Linked DNA regions of Arabidopsis thaliana: region 1 is linked to region 2. A link is a contact called in public targeted proximity ligation data. All regions are on one chromosome and are shown on one strand. The core of a region is the stretch at or near the end of the contact, and the rest is flanking DNA. Distances in the headings are between cores, read along the strand shown. Region 1 holds the start of MCCB (3-methylcrotonyl-CoA carboxylase). Region 2 holds the start of AT4G33945 (ARM repeat superfamily protein).

Region 1 (5,919 bases), core at 946-3,445, 33 kb before region 2:
TGCAATGCCGTTGGCCTCAGCTCTAGAACCCACCTATAAGCAAAAACGGAGCAAGTAAGATAGATAGAGACACTCTTATATAGCCAAATGTGAGAACACAACACAAACACTACAATTACCATAAAGCCTGTGATGTTTTGGAGGAAAACAAGAGGAATTTTACGTTGAGAACATAATTCGATGAAGTGAGCTCCTTTTAGTGCAGATTCATTGAACAGTATGCCATTGTTCCCGATAATACCCACCGTCTGACCATAAATTCTAGCAAAACCAGTCACAAGCGTCTGCCAAAAAGAAGTTCCACATAAGAAAGTAAAAAGGTAACATTTGGATACAAAATAAGGCGAATAACATTATCTCACAGTGCCGTATTGTTTCTTGAACTCGTCAAATTCACTTCCATCAACAATCCGGGCAATAATAGACCGCACATCAAATTGCTGTTTGTGATCTACTGGAGCAATGGAGCGAAGCTCGTTTATGTCATAGAGCGGTTCCTTGTATACAAGATTTTTGCTTCCAAATGTTCCTTCCATCCCTTGTTTTGCAGCCATGTGCAAATTCTTGACAATGTTTCTTCCAATAGCGAGGCCATGTAGCTCGTCTGCAAGCTTAGAGCATCTTAAGGTCTAAACTCTAAAACACGATTATTGTTTTCATATTAAATTGCAGAAAGAGATGAATATATGTACCTTGAGCAAAATAATCTGACACACCGGACACAGTACAGTGAACAGTGGCGCCTCCTAAATCCTCAGCTGAAACTTCTTCTCCTGTAGCAGCCTGTTCAAAAGCTTTTTCATTTAGCGTTAGATTCTCAAGAAACTACTTAAGACTAGAACGAGAGAGAGAGAGAGAGAAAGTAACTTGAGAAAATTGACCTTGACAAGTGGCGGTCCTGCTAAAAATATGGTACCATTCCCTTTGACCATTACACTTTCATCAGCCATGGCAGGAATGTAGGCACCACCAGCAGTGCAGGAGCCTAAAACAATGGCGATTTGTGGAATTCCATCAGATGACATAACCGATTCGTTGTAGAAAACCCTACCAAAATTCTCCTTGTCAGGGAAAACCTCAGCCTGTTTTGGAAGGTAAGCACCACCACTATCAACAAGATATATGCAAGGAAGTCTGCACCGAGCAGCAATCTCTTGTGCTCTGAGATGTTTCTTGATAGTAATGGGATAATACGTCCCTCCTTTAACTGTAGGATCATTTGCCATAAACATACAAATACGTCCATGGATTGGTCCTATCCCTGTGATTATCCCACCTGAAGGCAAAGGCTCCTCATACAATTCATGTCCTGCAAGCTGCAAACATATTCATATCCAGTAAGCAGCAACATCAAACAAGTTTTTAATCAATGCCAATTCCCTAATCTTCTTTTGTTTTCCTAACTTATGCAAGTACTAATCAACAATAAACTCTAGATTGCAAATGTGCATTAAATCCAAACAAAGAAACAAAACAAAACCTGAGAGAGCTCCAAAAAGGAAGAACCAGGATCAAGTAGCCGATCAATCCTTTCTCTAGGCAAAAGCTTGTTTCTGCTTCTGTTCCTCTTAACCGCTTCCTCTCCACCTCCGGCCAATACCTACAAATCTCCACCGAGATACACTTATATCATTCATCTGCAAACAATTAAGACATCAATCGATAAATGAGATGGCTTTACCTTTTTGATATGGGAACGAAGCTCCGATAAGATCCCTTCCATGGCGATCGAATTGCTAGAAAAAGCCTCCGAATTTCTGTCGACTCCGTCCGGTAAAATGCCCACGCAGAAACCCTTTTGTAGTCCCCGGAAAGTTCGAAAAGGATCGGGACGAGAATCGGTTCCTGGTCGGATCCGCCATTGTTGAATACTAGTAAGCTCTTTCGAAGCTGAAACAACTCTTCTCCCCAAAATCCTTAACATTTTCGTCTCACTGTCTCTCGAAACCGATTTCACTTAAAAGACATATTTATACACACTGTTGTGACTGACTACTTGATTGTCTGTAATTCATATCTCAAACCAAAGAGAAAAGAGGAGATAAGCTCAAGGAAACAAAAATACTATTTTTATAAATCGTTTTCAAAATTCGTCTCATTTCTTTAGAGAATCGTGTGTGACAATCTCACAGTGGAAAGCAAAAAAAATGTTACATTTTCGACAAAAATTGGAGGAAAAAATTGAAGCTTTATCCAATCAAGCAATAAGACAACGATACGACGACGTTTTTAGCTTTCTTCAAGAAGTGTATACTAGTAGATAAGACGCAACTCACTCTCCGTCTAGCGGCGGGATTATCAGACTGCTGCATTAGCTATCGTCAATGGGGTCTTTAGGATATTCGATTTCAATGATAGCTTCGCTGAGTCCAACTTTGATGGAGTCAAGGCTTATCTCTTCGATGGGTTGTGTCTCGATGACTGTTGCTCCTAGTTTTTCTTCAGTCTCTGTAGTTTCTTCTTCACTAGGGACAACAAGGAGGGACCGAACTTTAAAGCTTAGATCTTCCATGTCTCCGGGTATGGTAACAACGCTAGATTCCGATGTTGGCGTCGGGTCTTCTGCAACTACTAAAAAGGTTTCTCCTTTTTTCTTGTTATCTATAACTAAAATTGTCCAGCTTGTTTGTGTAGAGAGATTGAGATTGGAGATAACTGAGAAACTATGTAGGTGCTTGTTCCAATTGGATATGGGACGGAGGAAATAGAAGCTGTTGTGTTAGTTGATGTTTTACGGCGAGCTGGTGCTGATGTTACTGTTGCTTCTGTGGAGCAGAAGCTAGAGGTTGAAGGATCCTCAGGGACCAGATTGCTTGCTGATGTTCTTATCTCGAAATGTGCTGATCAAGTTTATGATTTAGTTGCTTTGCCGGTAAGTTCCTCTTTTGCTGATTCATAAACTATAAGTGAGGACAGTCTTTGAGCTTTACTTTAATGGTTTTGTGTATTTGTTTCTGGATGGTCTGGAAATACAAATTGTGAAGGGAGGCATGCCTGGTGCTGTTAGGTTAAGAGACTGTGAAATTCTCGAGAAGATCATGAAGAGACAAGCTGAAGATAAGCGGTTATACGGGGCTATATCCATGGCTCCAGCTATTACTCTTCTTCCATGGGGACTTTTGACAAGAAAGAGGGTATAAATCAAAATCTTTGATGTCATCTAGTAACTAATCTTTTCTCTTCATGTTTTGATTTCTAAACTTGGTGTAGTTCATCGTGCAAGACAACGGGACATCCTGCTTTTTTCGGGAAGCTTCCTACATTCTGGGCTGTTAAGACAAACATTCAGATTTCAGGGGAGCTTACAACTAGCCGTGGACCCGGCACTTCTTTCCAGTTTGCTCTTTCCTTGGCGGAGCAGCTCTTCGGAGAAACCACAGCCAAGTCAATTGAAGAGTTTCTGGTCTATATCCTATTCACTTATACTTTTCTGGATCATGCTTTTCTTTATCCTTCTCGATATGCAACAATCTTCTCATAGTCTTCTTTTCCAATCATTTCTCCAGCTTCTGCGTGATGGTTACCAGAATCCTAAGAACAAAGAGTTCAATAGCATTGACTGGTCTTTAGACCACACACCTCGTGTAAGTCGCATGAAGCTATGATCAATGCATTTCCATGTAATCTCATGATATATGATGAGAACTGATCTTGGTTTTATCTTCTATACCTATGGAGTTTTTTCTTTTATCCATTCCTTCTCCTTTCACGCTCAGTTAGTTTTGAAAGATGAAAAAGTTAGCTGATTCTAAGAACATTTCATTTTAGTTTGAAAGCTGAGAAACTTGTTTTAATGATGCATCTAAATCCAGGTTCTTATCCCGGTAGCCAACGGGTCTGAAGCGGTTGAACTGGTCTCAATTGCAGATGTTCTTAGAAGAGCCAAAGTAGATGTCACGGTTTCATCAGTTGAACGATCTTTGCGGATTACGGCATTCCAAGGCACCAAAATTATCACTGACAAATTGATTGGTGAAGCTGCTGAGTCATCATATGATCTAATCATTCTTCCGGTAAGGCTTTAAGCAAAACCCTGCATGTCCTAGTCTCATAATAAACTCATACCATTTCGCTAGTTTACTTCTTCTTAAATAAATCTTGCTATGTACATGTTTCAGTATAACTTATATGCCATGTCAAATCAATGCGCTTAGGAAAAGCTTTTAGACAAACTACAACTGTTGGTTGTTCCATGGTGAGTAATATGATTTCTTTTCTTTGATGGAAATTCCCAAGGGAGGCCATACTGGCTCAGAACGTCTGCAGAAGTCCAAAATTCTCAAGAAACTGCTCAGGGAACAACATGAATCTGGGCGAATATATGGAGCTACCAACTCTTCATCTACCGTTTTGCATAAACATGGTTTACTCAAGGTAAGGTGAAGACAACTATTGTTCTTTTCTTTGTCATATACATGGACAAACGCCATAAACAATTGGAATCCTATTTTAGGAGAAGAGAACGACTGTGTATCCTTCAGAGTCAGACGAGCCTATGAATCAACAAATGATCGAAGGAGCCGAAGTTGTTATAGATGGAAACGTGATTACAAGTTTGGGGCTCGCAACTGTTACCAAATTTTCCCTGGCTATTGTTAGCAAGCTGTTCGGACATGCTAGAGCAAGGAGTGTTTCAGAAGGGCTTGTGCATGAGTATCCAAGGCAGTAACCGTTTGAAAGCATCTTGTTCAAGAAACACAGTTAGAAGATGTCTCATTACTGATCTTAAACCGAAGTATAACGGTCCGATGGTATCAAACCACCTCAACTCCAGAGACTTTTCACAAGTATCATCTGTTCAACGTTGATGCACCTTATCCTGAAGCGGGATGCTATCTGCAAGAATTTTGCCAATTTAGTATGTGTATCTAATTTTGTACGCCCAGTTGGATTACCAGATGTTGATGCTAAACTTGATGTTTACTCTCTTCTATAATAAAGGTGTTGACTTGGGCCCAAATGAGCTAAAGAAAAAATTGCAGACAAGATACAAGATAAATTCACTCTGGTTAAGTCACAAAGATGTTCAAGACAAATGATAAAGATCCATTACATCAGGAAGATAAAACCAAAAGATTTAGGAAAATAGAACAGATATGTGTTTATCTATCTCTGTCAAATCCGCCACACTTCAAGATTTACAATCACCCACAGAACCTGCCTAAACTACGTACAAAGCTAGCTTTCTATCTTCTGAGTTGTTCTATAACTTCGGCGCTTTGTTGGGTTCCTTAGACGCCATTATAAGCTCTACCAGGGACCCGTCAATGTCCTTCGCAAGCATTGCCTTTTGCATCCCATTCCCCATGGCTGGCGCAGAGGCTCCAGAAGCTGCAACAACAAATGAGCCAACTTCCGTTAAATCCATGCTCGTCAGATTAGTCTCATGAAATATCCAAATTGGCATTGCAACATATTCACAAATCTTAAATACTTTATGCAGAGTGGGAAATCAAAAATGTGATGATATGTCTCACTTCATGGTATAGCTTACACTATTCTACTCAAAAGCTTAGAATACTGTCCAAAAGTGTAATTCATTATGAGTGAGAGTTAAAAGCCTAGCCAACAACCATAGAGGATATTCAAATCAAGACAGTACCTGATTTTTCTGCTTTTCCATGATTTCAACCTGCATGAAACATTTGGTCAGTGAATACAACCTCAAGAAAATATGAAAATCTCGAGATTCTTAATTGTGATAGGGAAGAAGCGAGACACACTTGTTTCTTCTGCAACTCTTCATTCAATTCTTTGAGTTGCGCAATTTCTGCTTCCAGTTCCATCGTATAAGCCTGTCAAGCAAGAAAGTGAAAAAGTAAATAACATGGTCACAGTTTTAAGGTTTCTTTAATCTCCAAAATTTAAACAAACACTCACTTGCTTGCGAGCGCGGGATCTTGCAGCTGATTCCCTATT
Region 2 (5,901 bases), core at 921-3,420:
AGAAACATTCTTCACACGACATTACGTTCTATCTAGTGGAAAACTGCCAAAGACGTGACCTGTAGTCACAAGTATCTTCTCTAGACAGGAAGATTTAAAATTGCGCATGGGACATAGTGTCATAAGAGGGTTTTCGTTTGGTTTATATACTTACCTCTTGTATGACTAGAGGATCATCAGAGAATCGTAGTGCGAGTGTGATTAGCTTGTCCAGACCTTGCTTCTCAACTATGGTACTCTTGTTAGAGTCACTTCCTGCCAACTAGAGATCAAAATACAAATTTTAGATAAACATTTATCATGCGTGGTTACAATGCTAATCTAAATCAGTAATAGGCTTTGGAAAAGCTTAAAATTTGAGAACATGCATTTATTAGAAGCACATGAACATAAGCTACTCCTTAATATGGTGCGGAAAATACTTGAAAGCCTGAGTTTTAAAGAAGGATTTTGAATAACCAAAGGCAATGAAGACAACAGAGGCAGCCTGCAGGGCATATTAGAAGCTACTCACCTTAGACAACAGGGAACAACATGTCTTAGCAGCAGTTTTGTTGCCTTGCTCACCGCTATCATCAATACACCGAAGAAGTGTATCTATTCCACCGGATTCAGCAATAGATTTACATATTTCATCCTGTTTACAGCAAAACCAGATGAAGAACTTGCAAGAACCTAACCAGATAAATGTTATCACACAGAGATTTCAACTAGGAGACTTACATTGACAGCAATTGCTTTTAACGCAGTACTTGCTGACACCAAACTATCAGAGCCAATCCCTGCCTGTAATGCTTCAGTGAGGGCTGTCGCAATCCCTAATTTGGCAAAAGTTCGTGCATAACCATAAACCTGAAACACATGGAAGCAAAAGTCTAGTGGATTTGAATTCTCAAAGCATGTCCATGAATAAGCACAAAAAACAACGATTATAAATGTTTGCTAAGTGCTATATAGCTGTTTTCCCTTAATTTCATTCCCGCAGTCAAAAGTGGCATATACCAAACGAATGTAACCATACTTACTTGGGAAGCAACAACACGGAAGTCATCTGGAGTCAAAAGAGCACAAATAGCATCGTACAGAGCTCTAATGGTAGTTTTACTCTCTCTATTCAACACTTGCAGAATAAGTTCATCGATTTTCAGTTCCATGAATAACTGTTTCACAACTTCATTACCAGTTGCTGCAGCAGCAACAACCGCAAAACCAGCATCTAACAAATCAGAATCGGAGCTGGAATCATTTAAGAGATCAACAACGATATTTGGTCCAGTACAATTCCTGAATCTCTCTGTGCTCTGAATGTCTGCAATTGAATAACACATGATCAACACAAATCAAAGTTAAAACACACAAGAACGACTAATTCAAGAACAGAAGTCATACCACGGATCAACACAGCCAAAGCCTTAAAGCAAGGAACAAGAACACGATTACTTCTAGTAGATATCTTGATTTTGGAACAAATCGAGCAAGTTAAATCCACAGCACCATGTTTTGTCGCAATTGCAGCGTTCCCTGATTCTTGGCTGCTACAAAGCTCATTGAGATTCTTGAACAAACTCGATATCTCATCGAAAACCTCATCTCGAAGAGGTCCGTCTATTGAAACACTGTCGAATTCTTTTAGTCTATCTAAACAAGCAATCACCGGATTGTCCTTAACGCTACTTTCTCCAGGAACACATGTAATGATCCCTGTACCATAAACAAACACACAAATTGAACTAACGCCAGTTCGAGAGGAAGGCCAATTTCTGGAGAAAGTAAAAAGAGAGGAGAGAATGTAAACGGACCAAAGAGATCGACGCCTTGGAGCTTGAGAGTGTAGAGAGCGTCTTCGAGAGCTTCGGAGGGATCCATACCAAGATCTTCAACATTTTCCCTAACCAGATCGTCGAATGCCTCCTGAGATATTGTACGGACACCCATTCTCCTTCCTTCGCCGCTCCGATTCGATAGATCGGAAAAGATGGTTTTCAAGTAGAAAGCTCAATCGATGTTTCTTCTTCTACTGATTTGAAAGCAATTAATTAAAACAGAAACGGTGTCTTTTTGAAATTAAAACGATGTCGTTTCACTGTTTCGAGACCACAGGCACTGTTTCTTTCTTCTACCATCATTTTATTTCAGATAATTATGAAATTTTTGAATCTTTAAATCACTCATCACTCGTCTTTTAGAATATCCACTTCTACTCTTCGAACATTTGTTCAACCCTTTGATCATCTAATCAAAGATTAAGATCCTTTTCCAGAGAGATCTTTTCCAATCAATATTTTATTTCCACTGTTAGAAAAGGAGATATGTATATACTTTTAAAGTCTGCAATATCATTGTCTGTAAAACTGCACACGACTCTCGAGGTTTCTATGATCTACTACCAAACTTATCCACAAGGATCAAACTGCACAAGACTTAATAGATTCACGTGTCTGTTACAATTCCCTTTGCTCTAATTCCGGCTCAATTGCTGCAGCTGCTAGATGTCTAACCTGCTGAGCTAGGCGTCTCCTCCGATATATCCCTACTAAGCGTAGAATCAGGATCATAGCAATCGCAGCGTAGTCAAAAACTGTCACTATTCTGAACCCGCCTGTACAAAAGAGGGCAAAATCAATCTTGGAAAGCTTAAAAGCCTTAAACACACCACATTGAGATTGTTTAACCCTTCATTGCTGGTTTTTGATTTGTGAGGCAACTTACCCGTTGGAATGAAGTTAAACTCTGCGGCAGTGTAAAGGGTACTCATGAACATCTGCAAACACCGACAGAAACTTAGTTTCTCATCTTTCAATGGCCTTTAAAAACAAGAATAAATACAAACTAGTTGCTCCTATGATGATTACAAAGATTGTCTTGCTTGGCCATTAGTACAGACAACAAATGACAACAAGAATAAGTGGGTAGAGATATAACTAAACACTAAACTATGAAATGTAAATTTCAGGGTAAGATGTTCTTAACTGCAAAGATGCGCACTTCGTGAAAATACAGATTGTTCACATCTGTATCCATCATATGCCACACCATTCTCTTCACTAGAAACGGAAGCTCATGCACCTTCTGAATTATTCGAAAGATGGTGGTTTTGCCAAGTCATAAAAAGGAGAAATAAGTATATACATAGATAAGAAATGCATGAAACAGTAAAGAGAAGCAAAACAAAATCATGAATCAAAAAGACCGTACCTGAACAAAGCCAGTTAGACCTCCAACAAAGAGACGGTTATACCTACGGACTTTATCAAGAACCTCCTTCACCTCTTGCTCCTGACGCTCTTGCAAAGATGGTTCTGGTGACAGCTTCGTGATGTGCCTAACACACATGGGACACTTGCAAGGCCTAGATATTGCAGCATAGTTCCAGTACTGCAAGATGCAATTTCCTGTAACAAAATCAGCAACCGGTTTAAGAAACTTTCAGATCTTTTTATGACATTGCAAACAACACTCCATAGTAACAGAGCATGGTTTAAAAATCAACACTTTCAAAAGTTAATCAGTTGTGATAAATCATTCTTGGCTACCAAAAGGAACCCTAAACCAATTCCAACCCAAACAATTCTCCAAATTTACCTCTGACGAACAGAAATATCCCAAAAAGACACAAGCTTGATACTTCAATGTAGATGAAATGGCTCAAGAGAATCAAGAAGAAGAAGAAAGATGAAAAGACTAACCGCAATACCAATGACCACAATTTCCACGACACGGAACCGTAAAGGAGCCGAAACAGATCGGGCAAACATCATCCTCTGGAGGCGACTCGCTCTCTATCTTCCTCTCTCCACGATTGTCTGGCTCAATATTCCTTTCCTCAGCCGACACGACTCCGTCAGCAAGCACAAGCTCGTTCCGATCAAGATTTTCCGTCACAGCGGCGGCGTTAACCTCCGGAAAAACATCGGCGGTTGTTACCTCCATCTCATCCCTCAGGGATTTGCTGCTCCCCAAGGAAGACATATTTACTTCCGAAACCTTCTTCGCTTTCGTCACTTTCTCAGAAGTTTCCTAATTTACAGAAATGAGTTTATTTGGATTTCTTACAGATAAAATAACAGTAAATGGATAAATACATGTCAAAGCGTGTTTTAGGGCGGTGAATGACTGATTTGTCCTCGCTATTTTCAGTAAGGTAAAGGACTACATTTAGGCAAATGGGTCATTTAGTCGCAGTAGTTGGGAGAGGTACTTGGATTAAAGGTGGACAGATGTTTAGATTCATTATAGTATAAATAAGATTTTTTTTTTTTTTTTGTGCGAAAATAAAAAGAATATCAAACAAAACTATGTATACTATATCTTTTTTTTTGTGTGTTAAAGATATATACAATATCCTTAAGCAATGTTAATCGTATATGCAAAAAAAAAAAAAAAAAAGACTCATCAAAATTCAAACAATAATAACTAAAGCTAGATTTATCCACTTTTAAAATCCTATTACTATTTGATCCAAGAAAAAGAAAAAAATCCTATTACTGTTACTAAAAAAACAAATAAAATTATATTCACTAAATAATGGGAACCGACTCTCATTACTCTATAAATACCGAAACTCTAAACTCTGAAGAGCTCACAAAAGCCATAAAAAAAAAAGAGAGAGAAAAAAAACGAAGAAGAAGACACGATGATGGTTCTTTATTGTGGACGTAAGTTACTCGTCGTCCTCATGGTTACTGCGTTCGTGTTCTCCGGGAGTGCTGAAGCATGGAGCTGGAGTTGGGGTTCTGGCCAGTCCGGTTCGAACGGGGGTTGGGGATGGAGATCCGGCAACTCTGGCGGTTCTTCTGGCTCGGGTTCAGGTGGTTCAGACTCCAACTCGGGTGGTTCAAGCTGGGGTTGGGGATGGAGCTCCGACGGAACAGATACAAACTGGGGTTGGGGAAGCAGCTCTGGCTCAAACCATTCAAGCGGCACTGGTTCTACACACAACGGTCACAGCTCTGGCTCGAATCATTCAAGTGCCACTGGCTCTACACACAACGGTCACACCTCTACTGGCTCGAACCATTCAAGCGGCAATGGCTCTAGACACAACGGTTACAGCTCTGGCTCAAACCACTCAAGCAGCACTGGCTCAAACCACTCAAGCAGCACTGGCTCTACACATAACAATCACAGCTCTGGCTCAAACCACTCAAGCATACTTGGTTCTACACACAAGAATCACAGCTCTGGCTCAAATCACTCAAGCATCGTTGGTTCTACACACAACAATCACAGCTCTGGCTCAAACCACTCCAGCATCACTGGCTCTACACACAACCACACGGCTCCAATACCGGCTGGAAGAAAGATTGCGGTTACTGTATGGAAAAACGGATACGGTTACACAGAATGGACAGCAAAGCATGCCCCATTCTACGTCAGCGATGTTCTTGTTTTCAAGTACAACAACGATGATCAAACCCAATCCAAGACGAAGCACCGTAACAAGAAGAAGAACGACGTCTACTTGCTCCCAGACATGAAGAGCTTCAAGAGATGCAATGTGGCCAGAGGCAAGAAGCTGGTTGCACGAGGAGGTTCATCATCAAGAGGCTTCAAGTTGCTTCTCCGTAAGGTTCAGACTTACTACTTCGCCAGTGGAGACCACAACGAATGCAACCACAACATGAAATTCTCTGTCCACCCCATTCCCCGCCCTTCTTCACACTAACTCTAAATCCACTTGTTCCTTTCTTTGATCATTGAGTTTGTTTCCATTCTACGCTTTTTTGATTAATTAATCTTTGTATACGAGTCACTAAAAGTTTTATGCATGAATACTACTTTTACAAAGTTCATAGTTTTCTTCCACTGAATTAAGAAGTTGAAAATATAGCAGTTCAAGACTTATATACAGCAAGTTAAACATAAAAGGTGAAGCAACATTGTTCATCAAACATGTGAAGA

The links.
Region 1: a targeted proximity ligation map of shoot shows a contact between it and region 2, with 10 read pairs. A contact is called at or near these places in 3 of 26 Hi-C or Micro-C datasets (callus, leaf and root) and 1 of 2 datasets of targeted methods (shoot).

Annotation. Positions count from the first base shown.
Region 1 is chr4:16,297,303-16,303,221 of TAIR10.1, reverse strand. It overlaps MCCB (3-methylcrotonyl-CoA carboxylase), which reads right to left and starts at 2,195. Exons shown (of 10, transcript NM_119564.5): 1 at 1,682-2,195; 2 at 1,481-1,600; 3 at 882-1,316; 4 at 693-783; 5 at 363-604; 6 at 120-284; 7 at 1-33. The coding sequence starts at 1,924. It overlaps DJ1C (Class I glutamine amidotransferase-like superfamily protein), which reads left to right and starts at 2,223. Exons shown (of 8, transcript NM_119563.5): 1 at 2,223-2,579; 2 at 2,672-2,872; 3 at 2,985-3,134; 4 at 3,224-3,403; 5 at 3,507-3,584; 6 at 3,813-4,013; 7 at 4,237-4,374; 8 at 4,454-4,960. The coding sequence starts at 2,325. The coding sequence ends at 4,669. ABF3 (abscisic acid responsive elements-binding factor 3) reads right to left here. Exons shown (of 5, transcript NM_001342246.1): 2 at 5,881-5,919; 3 at 5,724-5,795; 4 at 5,603-5,632; 5 at 4,937-5,331. The coding sequence ends at 5,251.
Region 2 is chr4:16,264,153-16,270,053 of TAIR10.1, reverse strand. AT4G33945 (ARM repeat superfamily protein) reads right to left here and starts at 2,170. Exons shown (of 8, transcript NM_119555.4): 1 at 1,800-2,170; 2 at 1,390-1,701; 3 at 1,026-1,309; 4 at 724-852; 5 at 515-637; 6 at 155-262. The coding sequence starts at 1,935. AT4G33940 (RING/U-box superfamily protein) reads right to left here and starts at 4,035. Exons shown (of 5, transcript NM_119554.4): 1 at 3,687-4,035; 2 at 3,196-3,392; 3 at 2,971-3,069; 4 at 2,710-2,761; 5 at 2,170-2,599. The coding sequence starts at 3,969. The coding sequence ends at 2,442. It overlaps SSN2 (zinc finger SWIM domain protein), which reads right to left. Exons shown (of 5, transcript NM_119552.3): 5 at 5,828-5,901. AT4G33930 (Cupredoxin superfamily protein) reads left to right here and starts at 4,634. Exons shown (of 1, transcript NM_119553.2): 1 at 4,634-5,785. The coding sequence starts at 4,634. The coding sequence ends at 5,665.